Regions from separate parts of the Mus musculus genome. Here regions 1, 2, 3, 4 and 6 are each linked to region 5. A link is a contact called in public HiChIP or PLAC-seq and promoter capture Hi-C data. All regions are on one chromosome and are shown on one strand. Each heading gives the region's core, a stretch centred on a gene start, on an enhancer-like site or on the middle of the called end of the contact. The rest is flanking DNA. Distances are from core to core; before and after follow the strand shown.

Region 1 (3,057 bases), core at 518-3,017, 530 kb after region 5:
ATACATGCACACGTAAATAAAACTAAAACAAATAAAATAAAAATAAATAAATAAAATAAATAGCATTGGAGAAACAGAGCTAGAGGTGGATCACTAGTTAAGAGTACTGGCTGCTCTTCCATCGGATCGAGATTCAATTTCCAGCACCCACAGCAGCTCACAAAAGAACCAAGAGTCACTAGGGAAAAGGGCAAGAGGTAGGTGACACAACTTCCCTAACCCTCTGCCACCCAGTCCCTCCAGGTGCCACCTCCACAGCACCCCAGGCCTAGTCACTTGGCCAGGAGCCCTGTTGCAGGTACACCTCAGTGCCCAGGACTGTGGAACTCTGCAGCCTTCTTCACAGTTATGCCTCATATACCAGTGCAATCCTGAGCAAGTCTCAGGACCACTTTATGCCTTAGTTTTCATAGTGTAAAAATGGGCAAAGCCTCGCCTACCCAGGCTCTTCATGGAACCCTAAGGGTGACACACGAGAAAGGAGGTAGGGCCCTTCTGTGTTAAAAGTTCAAATCATGGAGTTATGCCTCAGCCTGATCTCGCAGCCTAGGCGCAGAGCCAAGGTACACAGTGCTGAAGGAATGGAGCAAGAAATGAGAGAGGTGGTAGCAGAGTGATCCCAGTCACCCTGTAGGTGAGACGGGGATCCAGAACACTCCCAGAGTGTTCAAACTGTAGGGTGGCCACCCTCCTCGTGGTAGCCGGAAGGGGGAACCAGGCAAGGGAGGGCAAAGGGCTTCCTCTTGCCCTCCAGGTTCTCAATGTGCCTGACCCCGAGGCTTCTTCAGCTGGAGAGGACAGACAGAATTCCAAGGCTTCAACCTTGGATGGTTTGTGGAATTCCTGAGCCGTGCACTGTTGCCCACAGCTATAAAATGACTCAAGTCATCAAAGGCCAACTCCCTGACAGGAACACTGAGGACCACACATCTTTTAATAATGGGGTAAGGCTAATGCTTAGCGGTATAGGAAAGGCTCCAACACAGGTGGGCTGGGCCTCTCATTCACAGAAGGAACCCCGGCCAGCAGGTTTTAGCCCCAACCTCCGACAGGCAGAAACCACCGTCTCTGTTCATCACCCCACCCTGCACATCTAGAGCACATGGTAAAAACTGCCTTTGCCCAGACCACCCCCCATTAGAGGTTCAGCTTCCACCCCACTCCACCTCACCCCGGTTTTGCCCACCCACCTTATCAATAAAGGAGGCAAACTTGTTGTTGAGGGTCTTGATCTGCTCGCGCTCCTGGGTGCGCACCCGCTGAATCTCGGGGTCTATCTCCACATTGAGAGGCGTCAGCAGGCTCTGGTTGACAGTGACTTCCTGGATGCCCCCGGGAGGACAGACTGGCCCAAATGTCTGCCTGCTAGCCCCTAGGCCCACATAGGCCCCACTGCCAAAGCCTCCTAGTGCCCGGCCAGAGGAGGCCCCACAAGCCATGCTGACGGAGATATTCTTGCCTCCCAAGTTGTAGAGGCTCCGGCTGCCAAAGCCCCCGGAGCTGGACCCAGAGCGGACCCCACCGCCACCGCCGCTCCCCCTGGACATAGTCACTGAGCTGTAGCTGGTTCGCATCCGACTCCCACCACCTCCGCTGGCTGAGTTAGAGCTGAAGCCTCCTTTAGTGGAGAAAGTCTGCCTGGACAAAGAGGACCGCATGATTGTCAGCGAGAAAGCAGCTGAGAGCAGGAGGGAATCAGCCGGAGTGAGCTACTGAGCCACCAAACACCTTTTTATCTTTTCCCAGCTGGGCTGGCCCTGGGTTCCATGCACTCCAGCTGTGATTACCACAGGTGAGAGGGAGGGGCCGGGGGGGGGGGGAATCTCCTCTCCCCCAGGATGTGGGAGGGCCTCGCCCAGCCATCACTGAGACTGAAGTGCTGCTCCTGAGCAGAGACTACTTGAGATGGGAAGCACCCCACCCCCACTCCCCCCACTCCCACCCCACCCCACCCCGTAAGCCCTCCTCACTTGGAACAGGATGATAGGGCTCCTACAGCTACCCTCACCACCCAGTGGCTGGCTTGGTCTCCTCCTACGCAGCCCTGATGGCCTGCTGTCAATGGGGCTCTGTTTTGTGGGGTTTGTCCCAGGGCCTTGTGGTAAGCCAAGGCCCCAGGGCCCAGTGCTGTGCAGGTGGCAAGGGAAGGTGCATTGGGCAACGGGTTGTAGAGAGGGTGCCCAGGCCTGCTCCAGTCCCACCCTCCCAGCCCACAGCCTCCTGTCTCTTGGCAGGTCCAGCGTGGGGGGCACAGGTGACAGTGCAGGGGTGGAGCAGCTACTCTTCTGTCTACACTGGCAGGTGTCTGCTGGGTGGGAACCCTGTGTGGGGTAAAGAGGATCCAAGGAAGAAAGGAGGGTCCCTGCCCAGCCATAGGCCTGGCTGAGCACACAATGTGGGCTGGATGGCTTTGACTCTAACTAGACATAGCAGAGCACACCTATATCCCAGCACCCTAGGGGTGAAGGTGGGAGGGTCAAAAGTTCAAGGTCACCCAGCCTCAAAACCAAAAAAAATGAATAAATAAAAGGACAAAGAAAGAAAAGGAATGCCCTGTCACCACAGGCAGGGTGTCAAAGCTTAGGAACCCAACTGCTTTTCCTGGGGCTGGAACTGTGGCCACCCCTAAGCTCTTCCTTGGTGGACCTTTCCCAGTGGGGCCCAGACATTTTGGAATACTGAAAATGCACATGTATCCAAGAAGCCCCAAGTGTCTCATGCTGTACCCCCATAACCTTCTCCTTTCCTGACCACAAGGACTCCACCTGCTCAATTCAGAAGAACAGGACACTCCTGATCACTTCACACCGGCCTCCACTCTCTTCCCAGTCAGGCTTCTAGAACCAAGCACAGCCCAAGCAGAGCTGGAGAGACTTCAGGTACAGGATCACAGATAGTGGGAGAAGACCTTGAGACTGCTCCCCACACCCCCTCGCCTCTCCATCATTCAGCAAGCAGAGGGCAAAGGGGCAGAGACTGGGTTGAGGCAAAGATGGAGCAGTGTTGGCTCTGCCAGGCTAAAGCTCGGATCCCAAAAGAGATGCAGAAGACCCCGGT
Region 2 (3,067 bases), core at 106-2,605, 740 kb after region 5:
GTGTGGATCCGATGGGCCAGCCTTTGCCAGTGTCTCCAGATGGTCAAGGAAGCACTCAGTGCTCTGCCAGGAGCAGTGGGTGAAGCCCCGAGGGAGCCTCCAGGACGCCAGCAGGAACAGGGGGCTGTCATTTGAGCTGTATGTGAAGCAATGAATAACTCTGTGCCCCAAGACCCACCTTCACGCCCCACCCCATTGTCCCTGTCACCCTTGGGCCTTTACACAGCTAGTTAGAAAGATTGCTGTTGGCTTGTGTACTAATAAAACAGTATTGGGGGGGTGTCTCTGGCTTACGTCTCTGCGTCTGTCTCATTCAGATCTGGGGCCTCGTGCTCACTGTCTCCCATTGGTCATAGTGTTTCTACCTTCCCTGCAGAGCACAGCCAGCCTCTTCCATTGCCCTTGGAATACAGTAGACTGCCACTGCCACAGGCAGCAAGCCCTTTCTTTATCCTCACCCGGATACCCACCCGGAGCTCCCTTGTGGGACTGACTGAGATCCTGGCCTCAGTCCGAGATCACAGTGATTACAATCTTGCTTCTATCACTGACCTCTGGACTGATGGAGGAGGAGGATTAATAGTTAATCCCCAGCAGGAATTTGCCAAAGTGGAACTCCCAAGGCACTCACCTGCCCTACTGCCTACCAGAAAGAAACAAATGTGCTCAGGCTCTGTATGGTTTATCCAGACTACCTCCAGACTACCTTATTTGTGCTGGCAATCACCTGATGACGTAGGGACATTTTGTCCCATAATTTTTTTTTTTTTTCAGAAGAAGCTTAAAAAGTTTGGTCCACTTTCCTGAAGTTACATAGGTAGGCAAGGCAACCCCTGGCGCTATTTACTGTTGAATAAGTGTGTGTCTGCCCTTTCTGCTTATGTGGTAACCCAAGGTGTAGGGAAGAGCTGACACTGAGGGGCCTCGACCATCACACATGACACAAATAGAGCTCCTGACAAAAATATTGTTGCACACACATGTCACTACAGGCCTCATCCTGTGCCCTCAGAAAAATGACTACAAGGTACACGAAGATGTTTCTGGTCCCTCCCTGACCTTCAGTCTTGGTAGAGAGAGCCAGGAAGAGCCAAGCTATGTGATAAGCCTCGGGGAAGCAAAGTCCCCCTCACAACCTGATGCACAGACTCACTCCCGAAAGTGAAATAGCAATAGCGTGAAGCTGATCATAGTGGTTGTGGTGAGAGAGCTGTGAAAGCCACAGGCAGGGCCAGAGTATGAGAAACACTGCCTGCAGATAACCTATCTAACCCTCAACGGGGCTCCGGAAAGGACTTTAGTCCCTGGAGTTGTCAGATCTCTGAGTGGGACACAAGCTCTGTAGGTAGATTGAGAAAGAAAGAAAGGAAGAAGACAGACAACAGCTGTGTGCTGTCCGCTCTACACTGGCACCATGCAGCCAAAGGTGCCCCAGCTTCGGAGGAGAGAAGGGCTGGGAGAGGAGCAGGAGAAGGGAGCCCGTGGAGGAGAAGGTGAGCCGCCCTCCCATCCCCCACGCTCCAGACACTCAGGCGGGCCTGAGATGGGTGTGTGTAAGAGCTAGCCGCTAAGGCCACTTCCTTTCCTCTGGCTGTTCTGGGAAGCCAGAGAAGGCAGTTTCTGCCCTTTTCCCCCCAGCACGCGGACTGGCAATGGAGAAATGTTCAGAGCGTGGTTTGGCCTTCATTAGGGGTGAATGGAGTACTTCCTTGTTTTGGGTCCCCTGTTTCCAGCAATTGCATCAGGCTCTTTCTCGCCACTGTGTGTGTCACTTCCCTGGCTAGTGGCTCTACCCACGATTCTAAATATTGACTGGGAACGGAGGCTGTGAGCACACAGAACACCTAACTCCTCCCTAGTGAGTCCCCTTTGGTTCTTCCTCCTAGGGAACGCAAGGACACACGGAACCCCAGACTTGGTGCAATGGACTCGACATATGGAGGTGAGGGATCACGGCAGTCATAAAGGACAGGCTGGGGATGTGGCTAAACTTGTAGAGTGCCAATCTACCTGATGCGCAGCACCACATAAAACTGGTGTGATGGCAACTGGTGTGATGGCAACTGGTGTGATGGCATACAGCTGTAATCCTAGCACTTGGGAAGTAGAGACCAGGTGATCCGTAGTTTGAGGTCACCCTTGGCCACACAATAACATCCAAACCAGATTGGGCTACAGAAAACCCTGTCTAAGAAATAAAAAGTAGCCAAGGCAGTTGTGGTACATGCCTTTAATCCTAGCACTTGGGAGACAGAGGCAGGCCTGGTCTACAGAGTGAGTTCCAGGACAGCCAGGGCGACACAGAGAAACCCTGTCTCAACAAACAAACAAACAAACAAACCCCCCCAATCATTATTTATCTAAGATTTATTTATTTATTTATTTATTTATTTATTTATTTATTTAATGTATATGATACACTGTAGCTGTCTTCAGACACACCAGAAGAGGGCATCAGATTCCATTACAGATGGTTGTGAGCCACTGCTGGGAATTGAACTCAGGACCTCTGGAAGAGCAGTCAGTGCTCTTAACCACTGAGCCATCTCTCTAGCCCTATTATTATTATTATTATTATTAGTAGTAGTAGTAGTAGTAGTACTGTGTCTATGTGTGTCTGTCTGTGTGTGTCTGTGCATTCCTCTGTGTGCATCTGTGTATCTCTCTGCGTGTGTGTGTGTGTGTCTGTGTGTATATGTCTGTGTGTGTCTGTATGCGTGTATCTGTCTCTGTGTGTGTCTGTATGTGTGTATCTGTCTGTGTGTGTGTATGTCTGTGTGTATCTGTGTGTCTGTATATGTCTGTGTAATTTTTAGAAGTCAGCTCTCTCCTTCCACTGTGAGTTCATGATCAAAATCAAGTCACAAGGTTTACATAGTAAATTATTTTACCCACTGGAATATCTTAGCAGCCGCAGCTTTTGTATAAATATTCAAAAACCTCACTTAAATTGTCTGGTAACATTGTTTGGATAATGCCAACCTAGATTTCTTTCCCCTATCCACAATTTTTTTTCAATTTTTATTAGATATTTTTTCATTTACATTTCAGATGCTATCCTGAAAGT
Region 3 (2,935 bases), core at 336-2,835, 570 kb after region 5:
AGCTGAACCCTCAACCCAGAGGACTATCAGGGAAAGAGCACCTCCGCAGACCCCAAACCTACCCAGAAAGCTGTCAGGCCCTGCTAGCAGGGTACACACTGGGGGTGGGGGTGGGGGGATAGCCTAGGGCTCAGTTGTCACAAGAGGGTGTGTCCTGCTTTTAGGCAACAGTGGAGAAAGGATGGGGTGACTGTTCTTGGGGACAGAGGAGGGCGTGTCAGAAAATGAAGGCGTCCTGACCCTGGGGCTGAGTGGGAGCCAGGGCAAAGCAGGCACCGCCCAGACGCTGAGGCCTCCTGCCCCCGCCCAGCTGGCTGCTGGTTCCCATCACACCCTGGGCAGTAAAACTGGATTTTATGATTGCTGTGGGGGTTTCTGCTTTCCTGGTTTGGGGGAGGGGGGGTTAGTTGTGTCTGCAGATCTGTGCAAATGTATCTCTATTGATGTGTATCTGAACATGTGTCAGTGTCTGAGGTTCTTCGTGGGGGCGTGTGTTTGTGTCTTCATGGGCTGTGTGTTTGTGGGGCTGTGTCTGTGTGAGAGAGAATCAGACCTACTGTTTCTTGAGGATTTGTAAATTACCAGACACTTTATCTTCACAGTAATTTACAGTTTAAAAGAAAGAAAAAAAGAAAAAGAGAGTCTTCTGTCTCTTCCTGTGCTTGTATAGAGTATATGACAATCCAGGCCTGCCATCTACACTTGCCTGGGCCTCTGTGCTGATGAGCCTGTGTGTATCGGTTGTGCCAAGGCCAAAGCCTGGAGAAGGTTGGCCACTAGAGCCAGGGTCACTAGAGTCTTAGAAACATGACCTTCTTAGTACCATGACTGTTTTCTGAAGCAGAAAGTAGTCGGTAGTGTGGCTGTCTGGGAACAGAAAACTTTGGCCAAGGACACTGTGCCAGGGTTCAACCAGCACAGACTGGCAAACAGAGGAGTCTGCCCTCTTTGAGAAGGTGCTGGGTACCCCAATGTCACTACCTGGAAAGAACCCAGAGGGACACTGTAAGGGCTCAGAGCTCCCATTTGCGGCAGAGCCTCCTGGGGAAGCAGGCCCTAACCAGCAGGTGTCATGGGCACAGTAAGGATTCAGAGCCCCCTTGATCGGCAGGGCCTCCTGAAGGTGTGTGGTAGCACTAATCACAGGTGTTGTGGACACTTAAGAACCCAGAGCCCCCATGTGGGGCAGGTCCTCTTGTGGACCTGGGGTGGCCCTAACCAGCAGGTGGCGTGGGTACAGTAAAGACCCAGAGCCCCCCCTGCGTGGCAGGGCCTCCTGGGGACCTGGAGTGTGGCCCTGACCAGTGGGGTTTGCAGCAGGAAGGACTATAGAAGCTGCTCTCTCCTCAACTCCTGAGCCCCACGCTGCTCCCCGCAGCCTCCATGGGGAAGCAAAGTCCGCAAAAATCCCAGGTTGCCAGGGTCGGGGGTCCGTCGGGGGCCAGGGAGCTGGAAACTGGGCGGCTTGCAGCCAGGGGGCGTGGCGGCGCGAGCCGGGTGGCAGCCGCCCATTGGCTGTGCCCGAGCGCTCCCACGGCCGCTGGGGCCGGGCGGCGCCACCGCGCCCGATCCGGGTGACTCACCCGCCGCCGCACCCGGCCCTGGCCCTGTGCCCGGCCTCTTCCCACCCCGGCCCGCCCGCTAAGCCGGGCCAGCCTGAGTCAGCAGGGAACCGCCCAGGGGTGGTGGGGGTGGCGGATCTGGACCTCTGGAACAGTTTGCCCGCTGGGGGAAGGGGAGAGCATAACTTAGCCTTGGGGGCTAAGGAGTTTCAGTGGCTATGGAGAGTGGGGAAGGGGGCTTCAGTTACTTTGAAATGGGTGGTGTTAGGGTGCTTGTACCAGAAGTACTTTGTCTACCCCCTTGAGGTTTGCAGGCATTACCATGGCAGGCCCAGAGGACAAGCTGGCTTTCTGGAGTCTACAGGTTGTTCCTTTGTGGCCACTCCATGGCCGGGTGGCCAGGGCACTTGTAGGTCGTGCCAGATTATATTCCATAACCTAGGCTCAAGGTGTTCATTCCAGCCCCATGGCCAGCCAGTCCTGCAAGACTCCAAAGCAGTCTTGATGTAATCTCAAAGCGCAACAACAAGCGATCATTAGGAAGGAAAAGAACCCTCAACTGCCCTGGGTACTCAAAACCAAACCCTGTGGTACATTTTTGAACATCCTACCTTCTGAATGGAATAATCAACCAGGCACACCTCACAGAGGTCAAACTCAGCTAGAGAAGGTGACTGTCCCAGGCCACACTGAACAAGAGAAGGGGAAGTCTAGCTTGAACCCAGGGCCACCAAGCTCGACAGCACAGCTCCTTCACTGCCTTGGTTGCACAGGTTCCTAGCTAGTGGCAATCTGAAGCCAACCCATCACACTACAGCAAACTTAGGGACACCACCGTCAGCCTTACCCAGGGTTTTCATGTCCAAGCGGAGGGAGGGAACAGAGTAGGGGACAGAAAGAAGCCATTTATCAGTTCATGTGGGCTTTGGAGGGGCTGACAGGGTGTGCCCAATCTCCAGCTAGGGAGGACACAGTCAACTCAGCTCAACAATGTGTAGGGGAAAAACACACACACACACACACACATGACTACATCAGTGTCTAGAGGTCATGTGCAAGTACAATATACACATTCGTGTTCCACAGGACACACAGCTGTTTTAAGAACTGTTAGGAAGGTTCCAGGCTAGGAATACAAAGTGAAACCCTGACATGGGGAAGCAGGCACCAAGCAAAAAAAAAAAAAGGAGCTTGGTGGGTAAAGTGCTTGCTGCTTGCTGGCAACCATGAGAACCTGAGTTCAGATCTCCAGACCTCAAATGAAAACCAGCCACAGCAAGAGTGTGGTGTAACCTCAGCTTTGGGGAAGAGGAGACAAGCAGACTCCTAGAGCCCCCTGACCAGCCCACCTAGCATAATTAGTAAGCCCCATG
Region 4 (2,982 bases), core at 51-2,550, 640 kb after region 5:
GCACTCCCTGACTTATGCTTATATGCCCATAGTTGCCTTTCAATAAAAAGACTTGAGACTTGATCAGATAGCCTGTCTTGTCTCCATTCTTCCAGTCTCTTGTTCCTCAGTCCCCACTCTCTCTCTCTCTTGCAGACACCATTGACTGACCTGCGGACCAAGAAACCGCAAGTTAAGAGCATTCGTATCAACATTCCAGAGGACCTGAGTTAGATTCCGAGCACCCACCTCAAGTGGCTCACAACTGCTTGTAACTCCAGCTCCAGAGCATCTGAGGTCCTCCATGGACACACACACACACATACACACACACACACACGGACACGGACACGGACACGGACACACACATGTGACACACACATATAAACACATATACTCATATACAAGATGGCTCAACAAAGGTGACTAGTCCCAAGTCTGACAACCTAAGCTCCCTCCAGGGACCCTCGTAGTGGATAGATTCCCAACTGCTCAAGTTTGTCCTCTGACCTCTATACATGCACCAAGGCCTATGTACACAGACACACACACACACACAAATAGATAAATGTAATTTAAAATGTTTAATAGTAAAAATGAAAATATATAAAGATTTTGTATTTATCACATACCCCCAGCTTGTGAGGCTCGAACTTACAGACTTTGTCAAACTATAACAGAATTTGTGTTTGAGACAGGATAGCTTGCTCCCTAGGCTGGCCTTGAACTGGCTATGTTACCAAGGAGGACCCAGAACCTATCCTCCTGGTTGCGCATGCTGGGGGTGGGAGGATGGGATTTTCATTCGTGTGCCACAAGATTGATTTAAAAACAAAAAACAAACAAACAAACAAAAAAACCCGACCCTTACATGAGCACGCACTCCAAAATTATTTAATTCTTCTTTGGGTAATTATGATAACAAAGAGCTCCCACGAACTTTTCTTGGGAAATTGGTGTGGGGTTGTTGGAGCGCAAGACTCGAAGGTTCTCTCCAGTCCAAGAGCTATCTGGAAATCAGAAGATCCTTCCAGCTAGGGACTGTCGGGAAGCGAAGAAAGGAGGCGCAGAAAATGTGCCCCGAATTCCAATAGACTCAATGAGACCAGGAGCCTGGAGTTGCTGAGCTGCGGCAGCGGGGGGGGGGGGGGGGCGCGGGGGGGAGCGCGGGGGGGCATTTGGATCACGGCATCCATGCGCCACCTTCTGACTACAGAGCATGCGCAGCTGAGCCGGGAGGCAACCCGCCCACCATGCACCCCGTACCCAGAGTCCCAGGACGCGGTGAGGCAAAGGGAGGGCAGGCAGAAACGCGGCTTCCCCACGCGGTTTGGGTCGGGACTGACTGAGCATGGCGCAGAGCCCAGGCTGCTCTTTAAGCAGGTGCGCCCTTCCAGCCCCGCGGCCTCACTCCAGCTCAGCTTGGGTTCAGCACCTTTCTTATCGATCATTTTGGCAGTGGCTCCCACCTGGGCACAAGCCCGTTTTCTCTTCCAGTTCCTCGTTGCCCCTCAGCGGCGCCCAGCCAAGAGTGGGGCTAGTGAGAGGTAATCCCATCACTTCCACGTGTAACCCCAGCACTTCAGACAGACAAGTAAATCTCAAGAGCTGCCTGGCCACCCAGCCTAGTCAGGCAGCTCCAGACCCTGTCTCAGGAAACAAACAAAACAAAACAAAAAGCAAGTGAATGGGCTAGAGAGATGGCTTTGCTTGGTGGTTTTGAGCACTTCTTGCTCTAGCAGAGGATCCAGGCCTTAACCCCAGCACCCACAACTTTCTATAAATCCACTTCCAGGGGATCTGCCACCCTCTTCTGACCTCCATGTGGTGAACATACATACATGCAGGCAAAATATCCCTACACACAAAATAAGTCTTTAAAAAGTGGAGGAGGCGGGCTGGAGAGATGGCTTAGCGGTTAAGAGCACCAACGGCTCTTCGGAAGGTCCTGAGTTCAAATCCCAGCAACCACATGGTCTGAAGACAGCTACAGTGTACTTACATATAATAAATAAATCTGAAAAAACAAACAAACAAACAAAAAGTGGAGGAGGGTAGCAAGTCAGGCTGTGGTTGCTCATGCCTTTAATCCCAGTACTCAAGAGACAAGGCAGGCGGATCTCTGTGAGTTTGAGGCCAGCCTGGTCTACAGAGCGAGGTCTAAGACAGCCAGGACTACACAGGGAAACCCTGTCTCAAAAAAACAAAAACACAAAAAGAGAACATTGACTCCTAGGGAACAAAATTTGAGATTGATCTCTGGCCTCCATATAAACATGCATACAGGGCTGGAGAGATGGCTCAACGGGTAAGAGCATTGACTGCCCTTCCAGAGGTCCTGAGTTCAAGTCCCAGCAACCATGTGGTGATCCACAACCATCTGTAATGAAATCTGACGCCCTTTTCTGGTTTGTCTGAAGACAACTACAGTGTACTTACATATAATAAATAAATAAATCCTTTTTTAATTACTTTTTTTGGTAAAATGCATAGAAAAAAGTAAGGTATATCAGGTGAGAATATATCTTGTGTGAAAAAACAAATTATTATTCTTTTATGAAAATACATATGTGTATATTGTATATACATACATTTGTATATTTCATTTTACTTTATGTGTATGAATATTTGCCTGCATGTGTGTTTATGCACCACATGAGTGTCTGGCTCCTGATGTAAGTCAGAAGAGCGTATCAAATCCCCTGAAACTGGAGTTACAGATGGTTGTAAACCAGTATGTGGGTGCTGTGAACCAAACCCAAGCCCTCTACAAAACCAAGCCGTCCTAACCATGGAGTCATCTCTCCAGCCATAATGTTTTGTGTACTTTAATTTTAAAACATTTAGAATCCCCAGGACAGGCTGAAAGTGTAGCTCAGTGGTAGTTCTTGTCTCATGGGTTCATGGTGCTGACTTCCACCCTGGTGCAGGGGGCAGGGCAGGGGGGACGGGGCATCAACGCAGAGTGCTCAGTTCTCTCCTTTGTTAGGTCTCATCTGGATC
Region 5 (2,963 bases), core at 359-2,858:
GAGGTGTGGTGTCAGGGGCTGGCAGCCCTCTGTGAAACACTTCAAAGGACATTTGTGTGTGTGTGTGTGTGTGTGTGTGTGTGTGTGTGTGTTGCCTCCACCTGGCACTGAGTGGCCTCTCAGGTTGGTCTGGGAATGTGGGAGCAGGAGGAATCTAGCTAGCACTGGAGTTTTAAAGAATGTTCCAGGGAGGGGTAAGAGGCCCAGGGCAGATGTGGGGTAGGCTCAGGAATGAGGAAGTATTTCTCAAGCCTGTGTGTGGTGGTTATAGGGGGCCGAGGCCTGGACTGAAGTGCCCAGGTACTTTTGTCTGTGTGCTTCCCAGCTCTTGTTAGACCCTCATCCTGAAGGAGCTGTGGCTGAGGGGGCCAGGACCCGTCCAGGTCAGCGCACTAGCTGTGCCCTGCTGGGGCTCAGCTTGAGAAAGAGAAGGAGCTCTTGGTGTGGGTGAGAAACAACCTCCAAAGTGGGGGATGGGTGGCAGGGGCTGTAGCAGGATGGAAAGTGGGGTGCAGAGGGGGACAAAGGACTGAGGAAGCACCTTGAGGGGTAGGGAGTCTCCTTGAGAGCTTAGGGTTGTCTACCTGAAAAGGCAAAGCAGGAAGAATATGACATTCCCATCCTCCCCACCTAGGACGCCCCTAAAGGACCAGTCTCACTGCATGGAGCCAGAGGTGGGCTAAAGGCTGTCCAAGTGAGTCTGGGAAAACTGGAAGTCCAGGAGCACTCCGAGGAGCACTGAGCACACCACCACGGGTTACCACAGAGGCCAGTTTTAGTTGATTCCCTTGTCAGGCATAGCCTAGTGGGTTTGTAAGCAGGAAAAATGAGGCAGAGCAGGGAGGAACGTCTGGATGTGAACGGGAGACAGGACACACACATGTGCATACAAATGTGTTCAGTTGTGAATCCAGACCCCCCATGCACAGACTGCACTCATATACACTCACACTAGTGTGTTAGGGGTATGAGGGCACAGAAGGGTACGCACAGCCATCCCAGGAACCCATACAGTAGTTTGAGGAGGGGGTGAGGCAAGCCCTCTGAACTTGGATGGTGGGGAGGGCGCAGTTACTGAAACAGCTCTTCCCAGTAAGGATCGTCACAGGGCCAGGTTACTCAAGAACTGAGCTGAGCTCTCCAGTAGCAGCTGGGCCAGGAAGGAGAGTCCTAGGAAGCCTAGGGCTTCCCCAGCCAGTGGGTGAGGGGTTTCAACTTTCAGCAGGAGCTAAAGTTTGTCAGGCACTTCCTTTTGTAGCACTTGGCTTTCCTACTGGCCTCAGGAATCTAGGTATTCACTCCTCATACCTGCTCTAGGAAGCCTTCTCCTGCCAATTGTAAGGTGGTCTCTTTGCGGTCCAGAGATTTCTGGGCTGTGGGTATCTTGGACAACTTGCCTGAGGTGTGGGTGTCTCACGACGGCGTCTCGGCCTCCTGCAGACACTTCCCGAGTGGACGAAGAGCCTTGGGCGGCGGCTGGGGGCGGTGCGAGGGCAGAAGGCAGGCGGACAGGAAGGCCCTGGCTGCAGAGAAAGGTGGCCAGCGGCCAGCCCCGCCCTGTCCCCACCTGTGTGCGCTCAGCCTCCGCCCCGCATGGAGGAATAAAAGGTCGCAGACTGCCTGAGGTCAGGGAGTTCGCGCTGCTCCTCGCCTCGTCCAGCCAGCTGTGTCCAGCCGCTATGTCCATCCACTTCAGCTCTCGCTCCACTGCTTACCCGGGCCGCGGGGCTCAGGTGCGCCTGAGCTCGGGCCGCGCCAGCTTCGGCAGCAGGAGCCTCTATGGCCTGGGCTCATCAAGGCCTCGTGTGGCCGTGCGCTCCGCTTATGGGGGCCCGGTGGGCGCTGGCATCCGCGAGATCACCATCAATCAGAGCTTGCTGGCGCCGCTGAGTGTGGACATCGATCCCACCATCCAGCAGGTGCGCCAGGAGGAGCGCGAGCAGATCAAGACCCTCAACAACAAATTCGCCTCCTTCATCGACAAGGTGAGACAGCCTCAGTCGCACGGTTCTTTCCGGCCACGCCTTGCCCTGGGAGGCTGGTGTAGGTCTCTTTCCTCTTGTGTCTTCGGTGGGCTCTGTATAGTACTTCTCCTTACACCCTCCTTTAGTCTCCAAACTCCGCTCTGCCAACAAATGGCCTTGGGCCCCTCCCTTTCCTCAAGGACTCAAGGATTGCCCCCAAGTTCTCTCCAGCTTCCATAGTTGACTGGTCTCGGGGGATTTGGAGCCACTTTGTAACAGGTGTGAGGCTAGGAGCTCTGGAGGCCAAGGCCAGCAGTTAGTTCTTTGGTGTCTGGGTCCCTTTCCCTGGGAGGAGGTTGTGAGGAGTCAGGAATGGGGTGGGATGACTCCTCCTTTCTCCATGGGAGAACTTTGTATCTGAGGTAGATGCTGAGAATAAAGGCCTGGCGGAGGGAGGCTTCTGCCCTACTTACCTGCCCGTTCCTCTACCTTTTTTGTTGGTAGGAGGTAAGGTTACCTCTGCCTTTGCAGATGGCTCTGTGGGAGACTGGGACTTGGGAGAGGGGCCCTTTGGAAGGTATCTCCCTGGCTGTCCATCCCAGTCATTCATGGGCATCTAGGAAGCTGAGGCCTGCAGTCCTGCCTGTCCCTCTGGCTAGGACCAATCCCTTGCTTCACCGTCTCCCTTCCAGTCCTCCTGCCTGTACCGTTCTGTCCCAGAAATCCTTAAAAGAAACTTCCCAGACTGCTCTAGCCCCACTTCCTGCTCTATGCTGAGCTGTGCCATCCTAATCCAGCTCATGATTCCTCAGGCTGCTGGTTTCAAGGGCTTTTCTTGCCTCCCACCTTCAGGCTGAGATAAGAGGAAGGAGAGAAGATACTGAGGAAGAAAGAAAAATTCCAGCGTGGAAGGAGGGGCCAGTCCAGTCAGTCCCCTAATACCCTCTCACCCCCAGCTTCAGAGAAGAAAGGGGCTATTTAAGGGGCAGAGGTAGAAAA
Region 6 (2,794 bases), core at 194-2,693, 590 kb after region 5:
GGGGGAGTTAGGGACCGGACCGTTGGAGCTAGTAAACCCTTGTGAAGAAGAGGCAGACGCTCCTGGGGCGTCCTGTGATTCCACAGGCTCAGCCCCGTGTTTTCCCTCCTCCCGTTCCCACACCGCCTCTCAGGAGCCAGTCAGCAAAAAAGGGCCAATCGTCCCGGGGCCACGAAGGCCACTGTGCCACAGGACTGCAAAACCTGGCCTGGCTTTCGGCTTGCAAAGGAACCAGGCAGTTGGGGCGGAGCCACCGTAGAAAGAGTGAAAGGGGTACAAGGGCCAAGCTCGCAGAGGGGCGTGGGTAGGCCGACGCTATCTGAGGCCATAAACTCCGGTCTTAACAGGTCGTGAAACAGGAGCGGAGTGTCCAACGCCCGCAGACTTTGAATCTCGCACGGGCCTTCCCGAGGCGGAGCCCTGAGACTCACCCTCCCCTCCACCCCACCCCACTCCTGGTGGAAGGGCAGACCCAAGACCTCCGCCCTGGCTCTACAGCGGCCCCGCCCACTGGAGCAGGGCAGGGGCCGAGCAGTGACTCAGCCTGGAGCCCCCACTCTCTAGCCTTGGGCACCAAAGACCTCCATATGCGTTTGTCGGGTTCAATCAAGACACCTGAAACCTTCTAAAATCCTTACACCGCCCTCCATTATTTAACAGGAAGATAGAAAAATACACAATGCACGGGGCACCATGAGGAAACCTTGGGGCAGTTGGGGGCGGGGGGGCGAGGGGGCGTCCCCGCCACCAGAGAGCAAAGCCACAGGGAAGGGACCAGGCCCTCCAGTGAATGGGAAGGTGCTCCAAGATTTAGTCACAAGCACTTCAGACCCTCTGGGCCCAAGCCAAAGGGTATGAGAGAAGTAGAAGAGAGTGTGGCCAGAATGGGTGGGTCCCAACAGGAGCTCATGGGGGGTGCGAGGAGAGATGTACGCATCTCTGTGTCAGCAGAAGAAAGAGCGAGCGCAGGACGGTTAGTCGGGAAGAGAGGGGTCTCACCTTGTCAATGAAGGAGGCGAACTTGTTGTTCAGGGATTTAATCTGCTCCTTCTCCTGAGTGCGCACAGCCTGGATGTTGGGGTCCACCTCCAGCTTCAAGGGGCTCAACAGGCTCTGGTTCACCGTGACGGCTGTGATGCCCCCGACACCAGCCCCGCCAAAGCCGCCCAGACCCACGCCGGTGCCCATGCTTCCCCGGAAGCTGCTGCTGCTGCTGCCCACCCGGGAAAAGCTGGAAGAGCTGATGCGGGCACCGGGTCCACTCGTGAACGAGCGGCTGCTGAAGGCCCGGGGACCGGAGGTGGACATCTTGTAGGATTTCTGAGTCACCCTGATGGACATGGTGAAGTCTGGAGCGAAGGCAGTGAGCTGAAGACGGAGGTTCGAGAGCGAGCTAAGCAGCTGCTTCTAGACGGTGGGACAGCGCCCAGCGAAGGCCCTTTATAAAAGAAGAGGCCAGCCCCAGGGGAGGGAAAAGGGCCTCTTACCTGAGTGGCTAGACACTAGAGGGCAGGGCCTAACCCAACGTCTGCAACCTCCAGACGGGACTCAGGTGAGGGCAGCAGAGAGCTGTTCCCACCCGGGATCCCTCTCCAGCCCCACCCTAAAAATCCAGGAGAGAGCAATTGATCCCTGTGAAGGCAGGAAGTGAGCCTGGGATCTCTGACCTAAGCTGTCTTATCTCCTGCCCTCCTGTGAGAACTACTTGGGCTGAAAGGGTTCCCAGGCATTTTAGTTTAAAACACTGGGTCTCAACTCAACACAGGCAAGCTACTAGAACTCACTAGAAGTTGAAACTCAAGGAAGGTCGGAAGGGCCCTTCCTCGGGAGTCACGTAACAGATATGCTGTAGGTTCTCCACCAGTGGGTTGCAATCCCTCTAGGGATAGAGCTATGTTTTCCCAGAGGTGACATATCAAATATCCTGTGGTTCAGAATCTTGGGGGGGGGGGGTCACAACCCCTTTGGGGGTATAAGTACCCTGAAGCCTAACCAAAGCCGGCACCGGCCTTTACCAGCCAGCACTAGGACTGAGGGTGTGCCTCATCCACCACATCTCTGGCTGGTCTCTCCTAATACCTCCAAGAGACCTCCTTTAGGTGGAGCTGGCCAGGCTGACCAGCAGGGCCCTTTCGTTCCCAAGCTCCTGTTTGCTTTGTCTGCCCAGGTTACAGCTAACACCACTACCCCACCCCGCTACCTGTGCAGCATCCTGCACCCATAGGCTGGCAAAGGGGGGTGGGAAGGTAGGTAGATATTTGAGGAATGAATGAAACACAGGCTTCTAGCTGTCTTCTCTCTTGTGCAAGGTAAAGAGAAATCAAACGCAGCTCTTCTCTCTGGACACAGCACAGTATTCTCCTTTCCTACCCAGACCCGAGAGAATTCCCCAGACCAGACAGAGGCCTCGAGGAATAACAAAGACTGAGGGACAGAGGCCAAGGCAGAAAAGGGAGACCCCAGAGAATAGAGGCACAGGGGCTTTGTTGCAATCGCTTCTTTGGAGACACCTTCCCCAGGCTGCCAGGGCAGTGACTCATGGTGCCTTGGAACGGGATGGCCCTGCTGGTGGTGACTCATTCTCCAGCCACCTGGACCCTTCTCCTCTGCCCCCGGCCCCAGGCTGGCCAGATGTGATGAGGATAGTACCCTGTCTCCCTGCACCTGTCTCTCTGAACTCATTATCCCATTATCAGAGTGAGTCAGGAGAACAAGCTGGGGCACAGCCTGCACCTGTGAGAGGTTGGAGACTGGGGAGCAGAGCAAGGCCCTCCAGGCCTGGGTGGAGCAAGCA

The links. Promoter capture Hi-C pulls out the DNA fragments that hold promoters and counts their contacts. HiChIP or PLAC-seq counts read pairs in DNA pulled down with a chosen protein or histone mark.
Region 1: a FOXA1 HiChIP or PLAC-seq map of pancreatic cancer cells shows a contact between it and region 5. The contact joins the promoter of Krt79 here to the promoter of Krt7 in region 5. A contact is called at or near these places in 24 of 39 promoter capture datasets (the 3T3-L1 cell line, 3T3-L1-derived adipocytes, the C10 cell line and 13 more), 3 of 484 Hi-C or Micro-C datasets (bone marrow-derived macrophages, embryonic retina and embryonic stem cells), 2 of 115 datasets of contacts at active chromatin or transcription factors (pancreatic cancer cells and trophoblast stem cells) and 2 of 9 other capture datasets (adipose tissue and embryonic stem cells).
Region 2: a contact with region 5 is called in a promoter capture Hi-C map of pre-B cells, with 4 times the contacts expected there. The contact joins the promoter of Soat2 here to the promoter of Krt7 in region 5. A contact is called at or near these places in 7 of 39 promoter capture datasets (the 3T3-L1 cell line, 3T3-L1-derived adipocytes, the C10 cell line and 3 more) and 1 of 115 datasets of contacts at active chromatin or transcription factors (pancreatic cancer cells).
Region 3: a FOXA1 HiChIP or PLAC-seq map of pancreatic cancer cells shows a contact between it and region 5. The contact joins the enhancer-like site here to the promoter of Krt7 in region 5. A contact is called at or near these places in 18 of 39 promoter capture datasets (the 3T3-L1 cell line, 3T3-L1-derived adipocytes, the C10 cell line and 12 more), 3 of 15 datasets of contacts at CTCF or cohesin (the NIH/3T3 cell line, large pre-B cells and stem cell-derived epiblast-like cells), 2 of 484 Hi-C or Micro-C datasets (bone marrow-derived macrophages and uterus), 11 of 115 datasets of contacts at active chromatin or transcription factors (the NIH/3T3 cell line, astrocytes, cardiomyocytes and 7 more) and 3 of 9 other capture datasets (adipose tissue, embryonic stem cells and liver).
Region 4: an HNF4G HiChIP or PLAC-seq map of pancreatic cancer cells shows a contact between it and region 5. The contact joins the enhancer-like site here to the promoter of Krt7 in region 5. A contact is called at or near these places in 7 of 39 promoter capture datasets (the 3T3-L1 cell line, the C10 cell line, cranial neural crest and 4 more), 2 of 115 datasets of contacts at active chromatin or transcription factors (embryonic stem cells and pancreatic cancer cells) and 3 of 9 other capture datasets (adipose tissue, embryonic stem cells and liver).
Region 6: a FOXA1 HiChIP or PLAC-seq map of pancreatic cancer cells shows a contact between it and region 5. The contact joins the promoter of Krt8 here to the promoter of Krt7 in region 5. A contact is called at or near these places in 18 of 39 promoter capture datasets (3T3-L1-derived adipocytes, the C10 cell line, the HPC-7 cell line and 13 more), 3 of 115 datasets of contacts at active chromatin or transcription factors (craniofacial prominence, pancreatic cancer cells and trophoblast stem cells) and 2 of 9 other capture datasets (adipose tissue and embryonic stem cells).

What each region holds. Positions count from the first base shown.
Region 1 is chr15:101,938,557-101,941,613 of GRCm38.p6, forward strand. Krt79 (keratin 79) reads right to left here and starts at 1,768. Exons shown (of 9, transcript NM_146063.1): 1 at 1,191-1,768. The coding sequence starts at 1,658.
Region 2 is chr15:102,149,220-102,152,286 of GRCm38.p6, forward strand. Soat2 (sterol O-acyltransferase 2) reads left to right here and starts at 1,356. Exons shown (of 15, transcript NM_146064.1): 1 at 1,356-1,493; 2 at 1,887-1,942. The coding sequence starts at 1,415. Igfbp6 (insulin-like growth factor binding protein 6) reads left to right here. Exons shown (of 4, transcript NM_008344.3): 4 at 1-293. The coding sequence ends at 83.
Region 3 is chr15:101,975,951-101,978,885 of GRCm38.p6, forward strand. It overlaps a transcript of Krt78 not described here. Among named protein-coding and RNA genes, the nearest start is that of Krt78, 23 kb to the left of the region's middle. Within about 2 kb of position 1,586, at least 346 of the 459 cell types and tissues checked have an H3K27ac peak or open chromatin away from gene starts, as enhancers often do. A contact at or near this core is called in 3T3-L1-derived adipocytes, the HPC-7 cell line, the NIH/3T3 cell line and 13 more, where this site is marked.
Region 4 is chr15:102,050,936-102,053,917 of GRCm38.p6, forward strand. No RefSeq gene overlaps it. Among named protein-coding and RNA genes, the nearest start is that of Gm41405, 7.1 kb to the left of the region's middle. Within about 2 kb of position 1,301, at least 147 of the 459 cell types and tissues checked have an H3K27ac peak or open chromatin away from gene starts, as enhancers often do. A contact at or near this core is called in embryonic stem cells, pancreatic cancer cells and second pharyngeal arch cranial neural crest, where this site is marked.
Region 5 is chr15:101,410,795-101,413,757 of GRCm38.p6, forward strand. Krt7 (keratin 7) reads left to right here and starts at 1,609. Exons shown (of 9, transcript NM_033073.3): 1 at 1,609-1,985. The coding sequence starts at 1,680. It overlaps Gm671 (a long non-coding RNA gene), which reads right to left and starts at 1,398. Exons shown (of 4, transcript XR_384459.2): 1 at 1,309-1,398.
Region 6 is chr15:102,002,899-102,005,692 of GRCm38.p6, forward strand. Krt8 (keratin 8) reads right to left here and starts at 1,444. Exons shown (of 9, transcript NM_031170.2): 1 at 1,000-1,444. The coding sequence starts at 1,341.